Linked DNA regions of Sus scrofa: region 1 is linked to region 2. The links are chromatin contacts, called in public Hi-C maps. All regions are on one chromosome and are shown on one strand. The core of a region is the stretch at or near the end of the contact, and the rest is flanking DNA. Distances in the headings are between cores, read along the strand shown.

What was found. A called contact is a pair of places that touch in the nucleus more often than the background predicts.
Region 1: a Hi-C map of liver shows a contact between it and region 2, with 4 times the contacts expected there. The contact joins the promoter of PIH1D1 here to the promoter of NAPA in region 2. A contact is called at or near these places in 1 of 5 promoter capture datasets (liver) and 1 of 47 Hi-C or Micro-C datasets (liver).

The regions. Positions count from the first base shown.
Region 1 is chr6:54,527,291-54,531,470 of Sscrofa11.1, reverse strand. PIH1D1 (PIH1 domain containing 1) reads left to right here and starts at 2,714. Exons shown (of 9, transcript NM_001244978.1): 1 at 2,714-3,117; 2 at 3,421-3,487; 3 at 3,859-4,038. The coding sequence starts at 3,028. ALDH16A1 (aldehyde dehydrogenase family 16 member A1) reads right to left here and starts at 1,932. Exons shown (of 18, transcript XM_021094740.1): 1 at 1,758-1,932. The coding sequence starts at 1,847.
Region 2 is chr6:53,273,283-53,277,755 of Sscrofa11.1, reverse strand. It overlaps NAPA (NSF attachment protein alpha), which reads left to right and starts at 2,518. Exons shown (of 11, transcript NM_001244384.1): 1 at 2,518-2,705. The coding sequence starts at 2,608.

The sequences.
Region 1 (4,180 bases), core at 1,465-3,964, 1.3 Mb before region 2:
TTAAAACAGTCTCCATTATGTTATGTCCTACCTTGGCCCACTAACTTCTTACTAATATTTACTTTCTATTATTTATATATTTCTTTTTCTTTTTTTTTTTTTTTAAGGGCCAAACCCACAGCATATGGAAGTTCCCAGGCTAGGGGTTGAATCAGGGCTGTGGCTGTTGGCCACAGCCACAGCCACGCCAGACCTGAGCTGCGTCTGCAACTTACACCACAGCTCATGGCAATGCTGGATCCTTAACCCAGTGAGCGAGGCCAGGGATCGAACCTGAGTCCTCACGGATACTGGCCGGGTTACCACTGAGCCATGACGGGAACTCCTAATACTTTCTAATTATCTTGCACCTAGTGTCCGGTTTTTCACAAATGATCTCTTCCTTGCTAACTGCTTTCTTTTACTCACGGTTACTTTCTAGAGTTATATTGCGCCTAGTGTTTTCTCTTCTAATTCAAGCACTAACACCCCTTCCCTGTAAGCAATCTTCAGTCCACAGAGGTCAAGGAATGATAAGCACGAAGACAACCAGAAACCATCACGGGACCCGCTGATGCCGGCCTTGATGACACTGAAATGATCTATGGGTGCGAGTAACAAGGACCCCTCAATCAATAACCCTGACTCCCGAGCTAAACCTGTAAAACTCCTTGATATCCCCTCTCCAGGCAGGGCATGGTTTTGTGGCATCAGCCTGCTGTGTCCTCCTTTGCGTGGCAAAGCAATAAAGCTCTTTGTTCCCTTCCTTAAAACTGTCTCCGAGGACTTAATTGGGACTTAAATCCGAGGCCACATTTTCAGCCACAGACCCGCGGCCTTGTCCCTGCCCTCTCAACACGCAAACCCTGTCCCTCCTGCGTCTCTGCCTCACTCCCTCCTCTCCATCTCCAGAGCCTACGGCAGGCTCTGGTCTCACCATTATTCCAACCTCCTTCTTTCCCTCCAGGAAAGGCCAAGCTTCTCACGCCCGGGCGCTAGAGGGCCCTGTGCCTTCATGATGGCCCCGTGGGGGAATGCTGAGGGTAGTTACAGAAAATTCGAGGCACCCTACTTTTATAGGGAACCCCAAGAGCGTTCTTGGGGGACCCTGAGGGATCACGGGAGTCTTATGGAAGTCCTGAAGAATACGGAGGGGTCGCGGGAGCCCCATGGGGTTATTCTGAGGGGCTGAAGGTTATTACAGAAAGTTCTGATGTATTCTGGGGTTCTGAGAACTCCCGAGACTATAGGAACCCCACGAGTATTGAGGTGACCCTGAGGAATCACGGCGGCTCCGCGGAGGTTTTGGAGGTCTCTGGTTGATCAAGGGAGCCCCTCCAGGAATTCCGGGGAAACTCGGGAGCCATAGGATGTTCTGAGGAATCAACGGTAAGTCTACACGTGGGTTCTGAGTCCTCGGAAGATCACGGGAGCCCCCCAGGGAATCGCGGGAGGTTATGAGGGGGCCTTGATGAATCACAGGACCCCCTCGGGGGATTCTCGGAAGCACCCTCGGCGAAGCACCACCGTGAATTCTGGACCATGTAACGGGACAGCCACTGGGCCTCATGAGAAGAGACTATCGGGCTGAGGCAGCAACTCTAAGAAGCTCAACAAACCATCCTCCAGGGGTGGGTCCTAAGGAGTGGCGGGAATCGCGGGAGCTGAGAGGGGCGGAGTTACTGAGCTGCCGCGGTGGATCGTGGGAGTCCGCGCGCAAAACTCGGCTCCGAAGACTGGGGAGGGGGATGGGCAGCGCGGGCCGGGCGAGCCCTCACCAGTGCGCATGCGTGGCTCTCCGGCACGGGTCCGTACTCCAGCGTGGTGAAGATCTCGCTGGCGCGGGATCCTGTACACGTCTCGGCCATCGCGCTCCCCCGCCGCTTTCCACCGACTGCAGGGCGCTCTGCCGGAGGAAACCTCGAGGTCCGAAGGGTAGCACCGCCCCCTCCTACCCAAAGGGCGGGGCTATGGGAGATAGAGCGTAACCCCGCCCAGGACCTGGTGACCCCGCCCATGGGTCTGCGCACGGAAGTGTAGTTTGGATCATGCGCAGTCCTCAGAGCGGGGCGAATGGGGAACGAAAGTGTGAGTGACTTCAAATAGTTGTGAGAGCTCCAGCGTCTCGCTATCCTGTTTGTGTTGGATACCGGAATTGCAGTTTTTAGTCCTAAATACATTTTATCGAGAATAGAATCTAGTTCTGGAACGAGGTGGTTGTTCAGAGGTCAAAAGAGAGTCTTAGGATGGACACTGAAATTAATGTTTTTTTTTTTTTTTTTTTGTCTTTTTGCTATTTCTTGGGCCGCGCCCGCGGCATATGGAGGTTCCCAGGCTAGGGGTCAATCGGAGCTGTAGCCACCGGCCTACACCAGAGCCACAGCAACGCGGGATCCAAGCCGCGTCTGCAACCTACACCACAGCTCACGGCAACGCCGGATCCTTAACCCACTGAACAAGGCCAGGGATCAAACCCGCAACCTCATGGTTCCTAGTCGGATTCCTTAACCACTGCGCCACGACGGGAACTCCATGAAATTAATGTTCTTAAAGTGTGACAGATTTGCCCAGCTACTGGCCGGAGTCGGCTATCCGGAAGGAGCCGGAAGCGTGGCTTGAATCCCGCAGGAAGTGTGGCATTTAGTGACTATCAGGACTTTGTATTGATTGGTTGAGATGAGAGGCGTGGCTTCAGCCTTGGACTAGATTGGTCTGTGATTGGTAACGGAATACAGTTGCAGGATTGATGAAGCGTTGGGGTAGTGTGACTTACTCAAGTTCCTGATTACGCAGGGATCAAAAGAGTGGCTGTAGTTTGCACCTTTGGCACGCAGGACTTAGCATCTAGAGACACTGGCTCTTAAGAGATTTGACGACAGTATCTGGTCTGAGTGAAAGTGTCTCGGGCCAGATTCTCAGGTTTTCATACAGAATAGTGGGTGTCGCGATTTGGTTAAGGGCCCAGGAACTAGTCTCAGAGTTCAGATCCCGCCGATGGTTCCCCCACGCCGGGGTTGCTGAGGACGCCAAGGTCTCTCCCCCAGGGCCATGGCCGACTCGACGTTGCTGGTGCCGGAGCTAAACGAAGCAGAGACGATGGGCACGGAGACGACGCCTTTCGAGGAGCTGCTGCTGCAGGTGCGATTGAACGCACTCCTGGGTCCCTGGGGATTCGGGGAATACATATGTGTGTGTGTGTGTGTGTGTGTCCGTCCGTGCGGGAATTGTAGTTGTTTACCTTCAAGTTTGCTAGTCTCTGGAAGACATGGGAGCAAAATTGGGCTTGTTCTTCAGATTCCTCAAGGTAGGAAGGGGCCATAGTATGTCTTATGCCCTGCCTGGCTAGTATTCATAAAAATTGCTCAGTAAACATTTGCGAAACGAATGAGGGGGTTCTGATAGCACAAAGGCCAAACTTGAAAATTGCTTTCCTTCACACAGGCCTCCAAGGAGCTCCAGCAAGCCCAAACAAGCCGACCAGAATCTACACAGATACAACCTCAACCTGGTGAGAAAGACAGAAACGTAAAGAGAAAGAGATAGTGTCCCAGAGAGAGGTGGACCCTGACTGGGGGGCAGGGGACACAGGAAGAGGAGGGAGGGAGGAGAAACAGTAATGGTGGGGTAGAGAGGCTTTGAGCGGGAGGAGTGATGGAGACCCAGAGAGCAGGGAAGGGGCCAAGAGCCAAAGAGAGGCAGGGAGGACAGGTGTGACCAGCGGGACGAAGACTCAAAGGTAGTCAGAAATTCCAGGGCGGGGAGGGGAACAGCCCCAGAGAGTGGAGGACTAATACTCAAGGAGGGCGACAGATCAGAAGAAGGCTGGACCCCGAGATCCAGGCAGCAACAGAGGGTCACGGCCAAACCCATTTGCTCCAGGTTTCTGCATAAAGACCAACTCATCTGAAGGCAAGGTTTTCATCAACATCTGTCACTCTCCCTCCATCCCTCCTCCGGCTGACTTGACTGAGGACGAGCTGCTTCAAATGCTGGAGGAGGACCAAGCCGGGTTCCGCATCCCCATGAGTCTGGGAGAGCCGCATGCCGAACTGGATGCAAGTCAGTGCCTTGAGAGGCCCCAGGAATCTAGTCCTCTTGGTCCTTTCTTCCCAAGGATCCAAGAAGCCAGGGCCTGAGACCCTGGCTTCCCCTTCAGGACCTAGAAACCCGGCCTCCTGATCTGATCCTCTTCCCCGTGGCA
Region 2 (4,473 bases), core at 1,269-3,768:
TAGCCATTCATAATCGGAATCATTGGAGCTAGGGCCCTGGAACTTAAATTTTTCTAAAGAAGCTTTCTTAGTAAAAGAGTTTTTAGATTTACATAAAAATTGGGAAATGGTACAGAAAATGACCGTATACCCCACAGCCAGTTTCCGCTGCTATTATCGAACATTAGTGTGATACATACGGTTAATGAGCCAATATTGATATTAGTAACTAAAATCCATACTTATGCAGATTCCATCAGTTTCTACCTAGTGTCCCTCTTCTGTGCCAGGATCCTCCCAGGACGCCACACTGCATTTAGTTGTCACATCTCATCAGGTTCCTCTTGGCTGTGACAGTTTCTCAGACTTTCCTTGTTTTTGATGACAGCCATGAGGAGTCTTGGTCAGGTATTTTGGAGAATGTGCCCATCTAGGATTTGTCTAAGTTCTTCGCATGATCAGAGGAGGAGGACCACGGGGGTGAAGTGGCACTGTCATCCCATGTTATTAAGGGTACACAGTACCAACGTGACTGTCACTGTTGGTGGTACCATCCAGCACCTGGCTGACAGTGTCAGGTTTCTACACTGTCAACTTAGGCCCCCTCCCCCCTACTACTTTCTGTGGAAGGAAGTCACTGTGCAGTCCACATGTAAGGACAGAGGAGTTATGCTCCACCTTCTAGAAGGTGGAATATCCACATAATTTGAAATTATGCACAGAATATTTGCCTGTTCTCTACCATTTATTTGTTCAGTCATTTATCTCAGCATGGCTCATGGATTTATAGACTGGTTATAATCAGCGCTACTTTGTTGCTCAAAATATTCCAGCTTTGACTATTGGGAGCTCTTTCAGGTGGCTCTTGCGTCTCTTTGACATACCCCATCTTGTTTGTGTGTGTGTGAGAGAGAGACAGAGAGACAGAGATGCAGGCAGAGAGACTTCCTTTCTGGATGTACAAGAAGCTCCAGGCTCATCTTGTATGATTTCCTGCCCAGCCATTTATCCAAGGACCCCTGGTTCCTTTTAGTGGAGATGGTATTAAAACCTAAGATCTGGACGCTAGACATGGTTGAACCTGACTTTTTACCATACTCTCACCAGCATTTTTTTTTTTTAAGTGAAACCAGAGCTAGAACCTCTGCTCTCAGTTTTGCCTCTATCTCTCAGTTATGGGCATATCTCAAAGACACTGCAGGTGCAGTTGCAGATCACCACAATAACACCAGTCACAGGAGTTTTTGTTTCCCTGTGCATATAAAAGTTACCTTTACACTATCCCTGAGTCTGTTAGTGTGCCATAGTATTGTGTAAAAAAAAAAAAAGTACATATCAATTAAACGTACTTATTGCTAGAGTTCCCATCGTGGCTCAGTGGTTAACGAATTCGACTAGGAATCATGAGGTTTGGGTTCGACCCCTGGCCTTGCTCAGTGGGTTAAGGATCTGGCGTTGCCATGAGCTGTGGTGTAGGTTGCAGACGTGGCTCGGATCCCGCGTTGCTGTGGCTCTGGCGTAGGCCGGTGGCTACAGCTCCGACTGGACCCCTAGCCTGGGAACTTCCATATGCCACGGGAGCGGCCCAAGAAATGGCAAGAAGACAAAAAAAAAAAAAAAAAAAAAAAAGTACTTATTGCTGTCATCTGAGCCTTTAGCCAGTCGTAGTAGTAACATCAAAGATCACTCTTCACAGGCCGCCCTAACAAATGTAGTAATGAAAACATTTAAAGTAGTTCAAGAATTATCAAACGTGACACTGAGACGTGAAATGAGCTAATGCTGTTTGGGAAGCAGCGCAGCGCAGACACTCCTGCTCAAGGCAGGGTTCCCACAACCTTCAACTCGTCCAAAACGTAGTATCTGCAAAGGGTAATTAAAGTACAAATAAAGTGAGGTATGCTTTCTTCACTGCCCTTCCCAAGCCAGTTTCAGCATAGGTCGACAGAGGGCGCAAGAACAAGAAGACCAGTTTCCTTCTCGCCACAGACGCCTTTACAAGTGAAGGACAATAGGAGATAAGGAGCGGAGGCGGGGACTAACTACTGCGCAACGGAGCTGTCAAACCCAGGCGTGGTTTGGTCGTAACTTCCCGCACGGCCCAGGAGCTGTCACGTGAGAGGCATCGGTCAGCTGACTGGGATATAAATTCCACCGGGGAAGGTACAGGCGGAGCCAGGGTCTGGTGCTCATTGGTGGAGGCGGATCCAGCCAGGTAACACCTCGAGGAGGAGCTTGCGGGGAGGAGGAAGGGTCCTTGGCGGTGAGGACTACGATTGGCTGGCGTTGAATCACATGGGCCGTCACCCCGAGCTTCCGGAAGCGAGGCGAGCGCAGTGCGCGGACTCTTGCGCATGCGTCCAAGCACCAGGTCGCCGATTGGAAACTGAGAGTCACGGGGCGGTGTAAGGCAGCTGGCGGGGGGCGGGGCCCGCGGGGCGCGCGCCGCGCTACGAGGCCGCTGGTTGGCCAGCGCGGAGCACGTGGTGCCGGGGCGCAGGAGGCGCGCGCCGGAGCGACGTCAACGCAGCCCACTAAGCTCCCCCGACCTGTGTACCGCGGCTCTGCCGCGGCTGAGTCCTCCGAGGGTTGGGGTTCGGCGGTTTGCTGAGTACCTTTGCCGCCGCCATGGACAACTCCGGGAAGGAAGCGGAAGCGATGGCGCTGCTGGCCGAGGCGGAGCGCAAAGTGAAGAACTCGCAGTCCTTTTTCTCGGGCCTCTTTGGGTAAGAACTGCGCCGGGCAGTCGGCCGGGACCTACGCTGAGAGGACGCAGGAGTCATGGGCTGAGGCGGCGGTAGAGACGAAGGGCTTGAGCCTCGAGGATGGAGGGCGTCACTGGATTACGTGACATGGTCTAAGTCAGCAGAGGGGACGAGGCTGAGGGCTAGGGGGCCCCGGGTGTGGCAGTGGCATCATGGTTTGAGGAGAGACTGAGAAGATGGCATTACCCTGGGCTGAGGACACCCAGGCCAGGGTGACACCATCTGGAGGCGGCAAGGGGACCCAGGCTGAAGACGGGCCAGAGCAGCAGCTGGGGTGAAGAAATGGTCTGAGGCCTTGCGGGGAACCTGGCCTGCGGAGATTGAGGGAGCCTGGGAGGGCAGCCAGGTCAAGCAGCTTTTTGAAGCTCTAGGAGGACTTATTTGAAGGATCTCAGACCGGCGTCTTGAGGCCTGGGACTGAGGAGCTCTCCCGCTCTAGGGCCTCACCTTTCCAAGTCCTGAGGTGGTGGATTTGTGTGAACTCAGGGTCAGGGCTTAGGTGATCCTGGGAGTGAGGAGCCCAGGTCTGAGGTGTGTGAGGTGTCTGGGCTGAGTGTGGTCCTGGTTGCCGGGAACTAGTATCAGGGGATCTGACACCCGGGTGAGATCTGGGCGGAGGCCTCCCTGGGGTGATGGAGCGAAGGCTGATGAGGCCTGAGCTGGGAGACTGGAGACCAAGTGGGCGTGGGGGGAAATCAGTGGAGCTGGCTCGGTTTAGGACTGGGGAGGATAAAAGGAAGAGATGAGAGGAGTTCCCATTGTGGCGCAGTGGAGACGAATTCGACTAGGAACCCTGAGGTTTTGGGTTCGATCCCTGGCCTTGCTCAGTGGGTTAACGATTCGGCGTTGCCGTGAACTGTGGTGTAGGTTGCAGATGCGGCACAGATCTGGCGTGTGGCTGTGACTGGCCGGCAGCTGTAGCTCCGATTAGACTCCTAAACTGGGAACCTCCTTATGCCACAGGATTAGCCCCCCCCCCAAAAAAAAAAGGGAAGAGATGAGAAAACCAGAAGGGGCTGAAGGCCTGCTGAATGGTCCTTGAGTGAGGTTTGGGCGGGCAGTGCGAGCAGGATGAGCAGCATGCCCAGGAGAGGGCTGAAGGGGGCTGGGCCACAGACCCAACACCCACAGTGTGGCAGGCCTTTCACATAAAGTTCATGTCAGCCCATCAAAGCTTTTCTGATGGCTACCCATTGAGAAATGTTCGTGACTGAGGGGTGTCAAAAGCCCTGGGTTGAAGTGGGCTCTGCCGTTTCCTGACCTTGGGCAAGCTCTTTACTTTCCCCATTACAGAGGCTCTTAGTGATGAAATTTAGCTCAGATGTTTGCTGCTAGTATTGAATAAGAGGGCAGGCAAAGGGCTTAGAATTGAGCTGGGGGTGGAGAGGCACTGGGGCCTGATGGGTTGTACCCATGAGGTGAGCAATGTTTCATTTGAGAGGCTGAGGGCGGGGAGAGGGTACAGGTGTTTCTTCTTCCCTCGCAAGGGAGAAATTCAAGTGCGGTCTTGGGGGCTGAGGCCAAGAGCTCAGTTTTCAGTACTGGTCTTCCTGGGTGGCTCTCGGTGTCTGGTCCCTTTGGGCGGGGGACTAGTGTACCTCTGGGCCGTGCTTGGAGGGAGCAGCTAAGTCAGAGCCTGAGACATTTGCCAGCTGGTTAGGAAGGCAAGACGAACACTCGCTAAACCGGTAGTGAAGTAGACTTCTCCAGGGTGCCATTCTGCCATTGG